2 separate regions of the Sus scrofa genome follow, and region 1 is linked to region 2. A link is a contact called in public HiChIP or PLAC-seq data. All regions are on one chromosome and are shown on one strand. Each heading gives the region's core, a stretch centred on a gene start, on an enhancer-like site or on the middle of the called end of the contact. The rest is flanking DNA. Distances are from core to core; before and after follow the strand shown.

The links. HiChIP or PLAC-seq counts read pairs in DNA pulled down with a chosen protein or histone mark.
Region 1: an H3K27ac HiChIP or PLAC-seq map of alveolar macrophages shows a contact between it and region 2. The contact joins the promoter of ADAT3 here to the promoter of OAZ1 in region 2. A contact is called at or near these places in 1 of 5 promoter capture datasets (liver) and 1 of 2 datasets of contacts at active chromatin or transcription factors (alveolar macrophages).

The regions. Positions count from the first base shown.
Region 1 is chr2:76,631,238-76,636,337 of Sscrofa11.1, reverse strand. ADAT3 (probable inactive tRNA-specific adenosine deaminase-like protein 3) reads left to right here and starts at 2,056. Exons shown (of 2, transcript XM_021084211.1): 1 at 2,056-2,140. It overlaps SCAMP4 (secretory carrier-associated membrane protein 4), which reads left to right and starts at 2,024. Exons shown (of 7, transcript XM_003480843.4): 1 at 2,024-2,140.
Region 2 is chr2:76,293,136-76,298,305 of Sscrofa11.1, reverse strand. OAZ1 (ornithine decarboxylase antizyme 1) reads left to right here and starts at 1,680. Exons shown (of 6, transcript NR_125342.1): 1 at 1,680-1,905; 2 at 2,856-3,063; 3 at 3,334-3,479; 4 at 3,865-4,037; 5 at 4,429-4,514; 6 at 4,615-5,164.

The DNA of each region.
Region 1 (5,100 bases), core at 807-3,306, 340 kb before region 2:
TCCTCAGGAAAGATTTAGTGGGCCTTTGTTGCTTTTCCTCCCCAAGGTGGAGTTCTTTGTGTTGGCACAGATATGCACGTTATAGGATACTGTATGGATAGCATGACAGTAGGGTCCCTGGACTAGGGGAACTCATAGGCAGACGGGTGGGTTGGGGGCCTGCCAGCATCTCTCAGTCTGCAAAGAAAGGATTTCAGAAATCTTGTCCGTTCCTGTCCTGAAAGGAGATGAAGGCGGCAGGCAAACAAGAGGTAGGAAGAAAAGGATCATTTCTTTTCTCTCCTTTTCTTTTTTTGGCTAAGACCTCAGTATACAGAAGTTCCTGGGCCAGGGATTGAACTTGGGCCACAGCTGTAACCAGAGCAACAGCAGTGAAAATGCTGGATCCTTAACCCACTGAACCACATGGGAACTTCATGAGTTTTTCTTTTCTTTATTTTTTTTCTTTTTCTTTTTTTTCTTTCTTTCTTTTTTTTTTTTTTTTTTTTTTTTTTTTGGTCTTTTTGCCTTTTCTAGGGCTGCTCCCTCGGCATATGGAGGTTCCCAGGCTAGGGGTCTAATCGGAGCCGTAGCCACCGGCCTATGCCAGAGCCACAGCAACACAGGATCCGAGCCGCGTCTGCGACCTACACCACAGCTCACGGCAACACCGGATCCTCGACCCACTGAGTGAGGCCAGGGATCGAATCCACAACCTCATGGTTCCTAGTCGGACTCATTAACCACTGCGCCACGACAAGAACTCCCAAGTTTTTATTTAGAAAAGAAAAAGTAGGAGTTCCCGTCGTGGCGCAGTGGTTAACGAATCCGACTAGGAACCATGAGGTTTGCGGGTTTGATCCCTGCCCTTGCTCAGTGGATTAAGGATCTGGCATTGCTGTGAGCTGTGGTGTATGCCAGCAGCTACAGCTCTGATTAGACCCCCTAGCCTGGGAACCTCCATATGCTGCAGGTGTGTCCCTAAAAAGACAAAAAGACCAAAATAAATAAATAAACAAACAAATAAATAAAAGAAAAAGAAAAGAAAAAAAAGAGAGTGACCAGCTTCAAGCAGTATGATTTCCTGGAGTGCTTTTTTACACAGGAATAGATGGGCATGCCAGGCAATGCTTTGCAAATTAAGATGAGAAACACATGGGGTTGGACTCTCAGAGGCCTGCAGGGTTGAAGAGCTGTGCTGCAGTGGAGACTCCAGGAGAGGTCTCCCGTCCAGCCACTCTCTTCCAAGGGTAGACCTTTGTGGGATCCTGGCAGGGGCACTCCTAGGTTCTTGCAGGAGTGGAATAGGGAGAAAATGGAAAGGTAGAAAAATTTCCCTCTTCAGGGTCCTTTTAGACCTAAACCTTTCTTCTTGCTTAGCAGTGGGGTTAAACTGGGGTCTTCCTTACAGTGGACATTTGCCAGTCTGTTTCGAGGGTGCCTTATGCATTGTAGGGTGTTGAGCAGCATCCCTGGCCTCCAAGTTTTGCTGTCAGGAGCACCCCTAATCCTAACAACCATAAATATTCCTAGACAGTGCCCAGGGTCCCTTGGGAGTGGTGGTACCTATTGCTCCTGGTTGAGATCTGGCTTACACCTGTTTAACTAGGATGAATAACTGAATTTGCTGATAAAATAAGCTTGTTTTGCCTTGGAGTCAAGAGGTCCCCTTTGCCTACTGTACAGATGGAAAAATGAGACTGGAGTCTGCGGCCCTAGAGGATAATTGGAACCTGACCGCATCCAGGTATCTAGGGACAGCCCCTCTGGAGCCACGTGGCAGCAGCAAACTGGACTCAGGGAGTGACTACAGCGGGTGTCGTGTGCCCCTCTGACTCAGTCTCTTCACTCTGCTGATTTCCCAAAGGGCCTCCAAGGTTCGACTTTTCCCGGCCGTCCAGTGGGTCTCGAACCCTCGAAACAGAGCCAGCCCCGCTCTAGCGGGTCACCTGAGCGGCGCATAGGGGAGAGGCGGAGCGAGGCGGCGGCGAGCGCGGCCTTGTGGGGATTGTAGTCTCGGCCCCGCCTTCGCCTCGCGCCGACCCCGCCCCTGGAACTACGCTCCCGTCGTGCCCCGCAGCGCCAGGCGGTGGTGGAGGCGGGGCAGGTGGGCTGGTTGCTAAGACTTGGTGAAACGCCGCGCTCCTGCCGGTATCCTCAGGTAAGCACCGGGTCTCGGGCTCTTGCGACCCAGGCTTCCGAGGAGGGCGAGCGGGGGGGGGGGCGGGGGGCGCGGCTGCGGGGACATCGTTTGCGCGGGGAGCGAGTGGGTAGCCAGGCCCTGTTTCTGCGCGCCTCGGGCGGGAGCTGGCAGCGACGCGTGTACGCGTGCGCGGAGGGCCGTTGGGCCGCGGGGACGCGGCTCTCCGCGCGCATCTACGTGTTGCGCGTGCTTCTGCCCCTGCGGTTTGTTGTGAAGACCTGGTGCCGCAGCTGCTTTCGGTGCGCCCTTCCCTCGTGTCATCGCGGCCAACCCTCTGCCTCCTTAACAGCTTCCCACCTTCCTTGGGTGAAAGGCCTCAGTCTTTCTGAACGTCCTAAACCGTGACAGTCCTTCCTGTTTCTTACGGAATGTGTGAGCGGGCAAGGCCTTCTTAAGTTCTAGCCTCGCGTCTCTCCCACACGCCACATGCCCGAGGTTTTTGAACTTTCCTGCAGAAGCCTGCTTTTAGGGAGGCGATTGTCCGCAGGTAAACACGCAAGTTATCCCATTAAATTCGAGTTTTGCGTTAATAACGAATATATGTGTATATGTTTTTTAGTGTATTTCCTAAAGATTGCATGGGACACACTTTTGATAAAAATTATCAGCTCAGTGACTGTGGCATAGGCCAGTGGCTATAGCTGCGATTCAACTGGGAGCCGTCGTATGCCATGGGTGTGGTCCTAAAAAGAAAAAAAAAATTATCAGCTCACTTGGCATTTGAATTTATCAGGGTGAGACCCCCACCCCCACCCTGATAAATTGTTTTCTGGAGACGCTATGCAGACTTGGTGGCCTTCCACCAGTGGGTGTGGTGGAGACTTCAGTACTGGATGTCTCCAGCACCCTCTGCACAGGACTCCCCACCCTGCCTCATCTGCCGTCCAGGCCCAGCTGTGGGTTACTCTCTCCCAGGAGCCTTCCTGGAGTCTGCCTGCCACAGTCAGGACTGGGCCCCTGAGGAGCTGTGCCCCAGAACAGGGCCATGCCTCGCATGGATTTTTGCACTTTCTGCCCCTGACGGCATGGTAGTGGTGGATCCTGTTTCACTGAGTGGGAAGCTGGGTTGGGGTCAGGACAGGTACCCTAGGTCTTAGCCAGGAAGGTGCGGACTTGGGGAGGACGTGAGGCAGGGCCCGGACACAACTAGTGGTGAGATAAGGCCTCTCTCTGGGATTGGGTGTCACCTGCAGAGCCTCAGCTCACTGAATAAGCACCCTATCCCTACTCCTCCTGGAACCCTGGGTGCAAGTGCCACAGGAATTCCTGAGCACTGGATGAGGAGACTGGCTCTTAAGGGCCTGGCTTGCTGGTCCAGCAGACCCTCCAGGGGCTTCCCCAATGCAGTGAGCCCTCCCTGGCAGTCCATGCCTGCAGCAGAGGCTGCAGCTGTCAACGTAAACTCCCTAGCTGTAGGCAGAGGGAGTTGGCCAAACCCAGGTCAGGGCTGAGCTGGGCAGGACCAGTAGAGAGCGCAGCAGGGAGGGGTGTGGGGTTTTGAGAACAAAAAGAGGAACAGGTCAGCCTCGGACCATGTTTAGGTATCTGGAGGTGTTTAAGCAAGTCGTGGATGTGGGTGCTGTTCCCAGATGGGCTGCTCCCTTTGTTGAGGGGGGGTCACTCTCTGCAGAACCTGCTTCTCATCTGTAAAAGGGGCTCAGGACACCGATCGTACAGGGCTCAGAGGGCAGAATCAGGGAGCTCTTGGCCACCTGGCCGAGAGATCAGATCCTGGCTCTGCCCTCCTAGCCAGTCCCTTGGCCAGTAGGAAGCCGATAGCCCTAGTCTCCCTCTGGGGTCACTGAATGGAGTTGGGGAGCCCAAGCTCAGAGGTATGAGGACATGCTGTGGGTACAGCACCAGCCTTGGTCAGGAGGTGCTGGGCCTTGTTTGGGGTCTGCTGACCTAGCAGATGTCCCCCCGTCGCCAGGAACAGCAGCTTTACTGAGATACGATGCACACACATTGTGTGGGTTACCCACTTAAAATCTATGTTTTAGCATTTTTAGTATATTTATAATGTGTGACTATCATCTAATTCCAGAACATTCCACCACCCCAAAAGGAAGCTCTCTTCCCCCATCACCAGTCACTCCCCTTCCTCCTCCTCACCAGCCCCTGACAACTAGGAACCCACTCTTTGTTTCCGGATATGCCTGTTCTGGGCATTTCCCATCCATGGAATCCCACACTGTGTGTCCTTCTGTGTCTGCTTCTCTCACTGAGCATCGTGGTCTCCAGGTCTGTCCACGTGGTAGGAGTGTTCGTGCTTCTCTCCTTTTCAGGCTAAGTGATGTCTCATTGTGTGGAAGGACTGCATTTGGTTTTTCCATTCATCTATCAGTGGATGTTTGGATTGTGTCCACCTTCAGCAAAGCAAGCTGCAAGCCACATCTGTGACCTACACCATAGCTCACGGCAATGCCGGATCACTAACCCGCTGAACAGTGCCAGGGATTGAGCCCATATCCTCATGCGTACTAGTCGGGTTCGTTACTGTTGAGCCATGACGGGAACTATTGTTCACCTTTTGCTGTTGTGAATCGTGCTGCTGTGAATGTGCGTGGGCAGGTTTCCGTGTGGATGTGTGTCTTCACTTTTCCTGGGCACATACCTGGGAGAGGAGTGGAGTTCAACTGGTGCCCTCCTGGGTTTTCATTCACCCTCCCCTAGGAGCTGGCGTCCTGGCCAGCAGTGTCCTGGTGGCAGCCTCCTTTATCTGTTGCTTGCTTTGTTTTAATCAGATAGGGGTTGCACTCTTGAAGGGACAAATGGGACTGTGTCTGTCTTTTGCCTGGGAGACAGTGGGAGCTTTTGTGGTCTGGAGCCGGCCATAGCCTCCCCGGCACAGTGTGTACCGGGAGCAGATTTGGAGCTGCACTGTGGACCCTCCTGAGGGCCCCGCCTGGCACAGGGGT
Region 2 (5,170 bases), core at 431-2,930:
TACCGGTGTTAATTTCTGCTGTACAACAAAGTGATTCAGTTATTCATATATATTGTTATTTTTTTTTTTATGGCCACACCTGCAGCACATGGAAGTTCCTGGGCAGGGAGCAAACCTGAGCCTCGCCAGCAACCTGAGCCATTGCAGTCTTTTTTTTTGGCTTTTTTCTTTTTAGGGCCACACCTGCGGCATATGGAGTTTCCCAGGCTAAGGGTTGAATCTGAGCTGTAGCTGCTGGCCTACACCACAAGCACAGCAGCATGGGATCCGAGCCATGTCTGCGACCTACACCACAGGTCACAGCAATGCCTGATCCTTAACCCACTGAGCAAGGCCAGAACCCTCGTCCTCATGAATATTGGTTAGGTTCCTTAACCACTGAGCCATGACAGGAACTCCTGCAGTCTGATTCTTAACCCACTGTGCCATAGCAGGAATTCCCACATTCCTTTTTATATTCTGGTTTATCACAGGATATTGAATAGCGTTACCTGTGCTATACAGTAGGTCTCTGTTGTTTATCCATCCTATACACACTAGTTTGCACTCCCAAACTCCCAATCCTTCCCTCTGCCTCTGTTGAGTTTTAATAATGTTTATAGGGAAGTACTAAATTAGACACTTACATTACTTATAAATACCATGTAAGTAAACAATGAATTTTGCATTCCACATGGAAGGGAATTTGGGGACACATGCGGATTCAGCCACATGTTTTGGAGAGTATATTTCTATAAGTTTTGTAATAATTCAAGGTCCTTTTGTGGAAAGTTTGTGTCTCCAACCCCAATGGGCACAGTAGATTGGAAATAAAAGAGACGAAAGTGAGAGGCAGGGACTGAAAAGACAAAGAAAAAAGTAGGAGTAGCTTCAGTTCCTTGTAACACTTTGCAGACTCTGTGCCTAAACCCTAAAAGCGTGAAAGAAAAGAGACCTGCAAAGAATATTTTTTTTGCTTGGGGCAAAATTTAGTTCACCCATGGAATAGCTTTGTGAGTTCATCTTCAAGGAGAAGCATTTCTGCTTCAGTCCAAATGTGACAAGAAATATTTTACTAAATTTGAGTAATACCTTTAACACTGAAACTTCTCTTTTTAAACTGTAAATTGTTTCAATATGTGAAGGAGCAAATCCAGAAAATCATCTTTGGGAAAGATCATTACTAGGTTACTACAGAAAATAATTCTGTCTTATGCTGCGATGAGAGGGCTGGGACCCTTTCCTCCAAATACCCAGGACCTTTGTCGTCAGAGCCGCCTGGGGGAGGGAGTCCCTCAGGGGGAAGGGACCCCAGCGAGGGAGCCGGGGACCATGGTGGAGACGTGGCCACAACGAGACACCCCTCAAGCAGGCCCAACCAGGCGCCCCCGCCCCAGGCCCGGCTGTGGGGGGGAGGCCGGGGCGGGGCGCGCGCCGCGCACTCCCGTCACGACGGGAGCCCCGCCCTTTCCGCGCGCCCGCAGAATTACGACAGCGGCGGGGGGGCGGGGCCCGAAGCCTTTTGCCCAATCCAAGGGGCGGCTCCACGCGAGTCCGTCGCGTTTCACCAATCAGATGCCGAGAGGGGCGGGCACACCTGGATTTCCTGGCGGCACCGCCCCCTCGTGCGGCCGCGTTCCCGCGGAGCGTGGGCGTGGCCTACGCGTGATGCCTATAAAAGCGGGCGGCGGTGGCGGCGCCATTTTGCGAACGGCGAGCAGCGGCGGCGGCGCGGAGAGGCGCAGCGGAGGTTTTCCTGGTTTCGGACCCCAGCGGCCGGATGGTGAAATCCTCCCTGCAGCGGATCCTCAACAGCCACTGCTTCGCCAGAGAGAAGGAGGGGGATAAACCCAGCGCCACCGTCCACGCCACCCGCACCATGCCGCTCCTCAGCCTGCACAGCCGCGGAGGCCGCAGCAGCGAGAGGTGAGCGCCCCGCCCCCGCCCGAAGCTTCCAGAAGCGGCTCCGCGCAGGCCCGCAGGGGGCAGGCGGCGGGGCGCCACGGAAGTCCCGGGAGCGCGAGGTCCGCCCCTTTGTCGATGCCACAGTCGCGCGGGGGGCGGGTTCTTGGCGGGATGGGGGCGGGGCCCGGGGGCGGGACTGGGAGCGTGGGTTGTGTCTCAGGTTCGGTTGCCCGACGGATGGTGTATCCCGTTGAGTTTGAGGGACACTGGAGTCTTTGGATTGGGGACTTCAGGTACCTGGTCGGGTTTAGGGGAGCACGGGAGTCTCTGGGTTGGGGGCTTCAGGTATCTGCTCGGGTTGCGGGGGGGCACGGGAGGTCACGGGCTGGGGACGTGAGATTCCGTGGCCAGGTTTGGGGCAGCGGGACCCGAAGTGGAGTCGGGTCCCGAGAATCTGTGATTTGCCGATGCGGAGGGTTTGATCGTTCTGCGGCTGGACGAATTCGGCCGAGCCACCCCCGCCCCCGGACGTGGCCCCGGGACGCGGCGGTCCTGGGCGCCACGTAGACGGCGCCCGGGGCCCTTCTCAGGGTGGTGGCCGGACCGCCCCCTCCCCCGTTGGGCGGTGGAGGGCGGGGGTCCAGGTGAGCTGCGGTTCGCGAGCTACTTGACGACTGCCCCGGGAGATTTCCGCGGCCAGACCCCGAGCCGTGATGCAGACGTCGGCGTGTCGGGGCGCCCCGGATGGGAGCTGAGCAAAATGGAGGCGACTTTGGGCCCTGTTTACACTGCGCAGCAAATGGCTGCTGGCGCTGCCGGTTGCGCGATTGTGAAAATCTCCCCCGGGGCCGAGGGCCTCTCTGCTGAGATGACGCAACCCGAGGCCGCTGGGAGTGCGCGGGAGGGCGTCTCTGCGGGCCTGTCCCCGCAGCGCTCGCGTGGGTCCGAACGGGCCCCTCGCTTCCCAGCAGGTGTGGACGATGAAAGGGTCGAGGCCTGGGCTGCTTCTGTGAAAAGACAGGTTCCTGGATCACTAGGAAAAGGCTGCTGGATTTCGAGGTCTCCACTGCAGCCTGAAAAGTGGAAAAGGGGAAGCTGAAGCCGCTCGACTTAGAAGTGGGAAGTAGAACCTGATGCAGGCTTGGCTTGAGACAGTTTGTGGTGGTCTTAAGATAAAGGGTGAGACAGCCACCCAGGGGATGAATTGGGCCCTTAGCCAGCATTACCCCCCACCGCCACTCCAGAAGTTGGATTTGAGAGGCTGCTTGTTCTGTGATTGCATAACTATCTTAACTGGTGGCCAGCAGGTGTTGATTTTTGCACTTGGAGGGGTAAGGGGCAGGGTCCTAGGTGGATTTGGCTATCAATCTAGCCTTGCTGGGACTTGAGTCCCTCACCAAAGGCCAGTGGGTCTATTGCCAGTGCTGCTCACCAGCCCATTTCCTTCAGTTCCAGGGTCTCCATCAACTGCTGTAGTAACCTGGGTCCAGGGCCTCGGTGGTGCTCCTGATGTCCCTCACCCACCCCTGAAGATCCCAGGTGGGCGAGGGAATAGTCAGAGGGATCACAATCTTTCAGCTAATTTATTTTACTCTGTAAGTATTCTGGTTCCTTGGATTTCCTGGGTACCTGAGGTGGGGGGAGAGCAGCCAGACCCACAGCATCTGTTACTTAGCAGGCAGAAATGTTTCGTGCACCTGTCGTGTGCCAGGAACTGTACACCACTTTATCAAATTCTCTAAATCCAGGGTTCAAGGAACAAAGGTGCAAACAACAGCCTGGGCCTTGCCTTATGTAGCCTTTGCCCCTCACCCTGGGGCACCTGCTCTGGCCCCGGGCCAAGCCACCACCCCACAGCCAAACATTAGTATTGCAAGGGACTAGTGCTTTTCTGCGTTTTTAAATTGTCATCAGTAGGAAGGGTGAAGATTTCCACCCTGTGAAGGTTGGTGTCCAAGGTTGGCTTTTTTTCTTCCACAGGATAATCGGCTGAATGTAACAGAGGAACTAACGTCTAATAACAAGACGAGAATTTTAAACGTCCAATCCAGGCTCACAGATGCCAAACACATTAACTGGAGAGCGGTGCTGAGCAATAGCTGCCTCTACATCGAGATCCCAGGCGGCGCTCTGCCCGAGGGGAGCAAGGACAGGTGAGGGCAGGGAGCTGCCTCTGTGTGCCTGGAGGGCAGAGGAGGGAAACCAAAGTCAGGAATCAGTCAAGCCATGATTATTTTGGGATTCCCCTTTAAAGCTGTCTCAGCAGTTATCACCCAAGGGATTCAGGGGGACATCCAGGGACCTTGGTGTTTTCATGTTTGAGGGCATCTAGTAGGTGGGGCCGAGAACACTGCTCCAGCACCCTACAGTGTCCAGAATGGCCCCTCAGGAGCACCTGGCTCCAGTGTCAGCAGTGCTGAGGGCGACCCTGGACCCAGAAGGAACTGGCGCTCCATGTAGATCAGGCCCCAAAGATACTTGGAGGTCTCGGCCTGGGGTCCCTGAGGGGTTGCAGGTGGGTGGGTCCTCATGCTGGAACTTCAGCTTTGCAGTTCTTCTCGAATTTGCTGAGGAGCAGCTCCACGCTGACCATGTCTTCATTTGCTTCCACAAGAACCGCGAGGACAGAGGTAGGTGGCACCATCACCATCCTCTGCAGGGGTGAGGGGAGTGGGGCCCCACTCTGGGGAACAGGTGGTTCTCATCTATTGGCTTTTCCTCTCTCCGCAGCCGCCTTGCTCCGTACCTTCAGCTTTTTGGGCTTTGAGATTGTGAGACCGGGGCATCCCCTTGTCCCCAAGAGACCCGACGCTTGCTTCATGGCCTACACGTTTGAGAGAGAGTCCTCTGGTGAGGAGGAGTAGTGTGATGCCTGGGCCCTTGGCCTCGATCGCAGTCCCTTGTGTGCGCTTTGTGCTGCGCCTCTGCGGGTGGTGTGATTAACTGCGTGCTGACCCATGTCAGCCTGCTTCACCTGCTGGGTTTGTCCGCATGTTGTAATTGTGCAAATAAACGCTCACTCCAAATTAGCCGTGTATTTCTTGGAAGTTTAATATTGTGTTTGTGATACTGAAGTATTTGCTTTAATTCTAAATAAAAATTTATATTTTACTTTTTTATTGCTGGTTTAAGATGATTCAGATTATCCTTGTTCTTGGAGGAGGAGTTTCTTATTTTGAAGTTTTTTGGAAACAGTCTTAGGTCTCTTAACTTGGAAAGATAATAATCTACTCTTCTATTGCTCTCAAAAATCTGAATAAAAGTGATTATTCCTCCAAGACCTGTG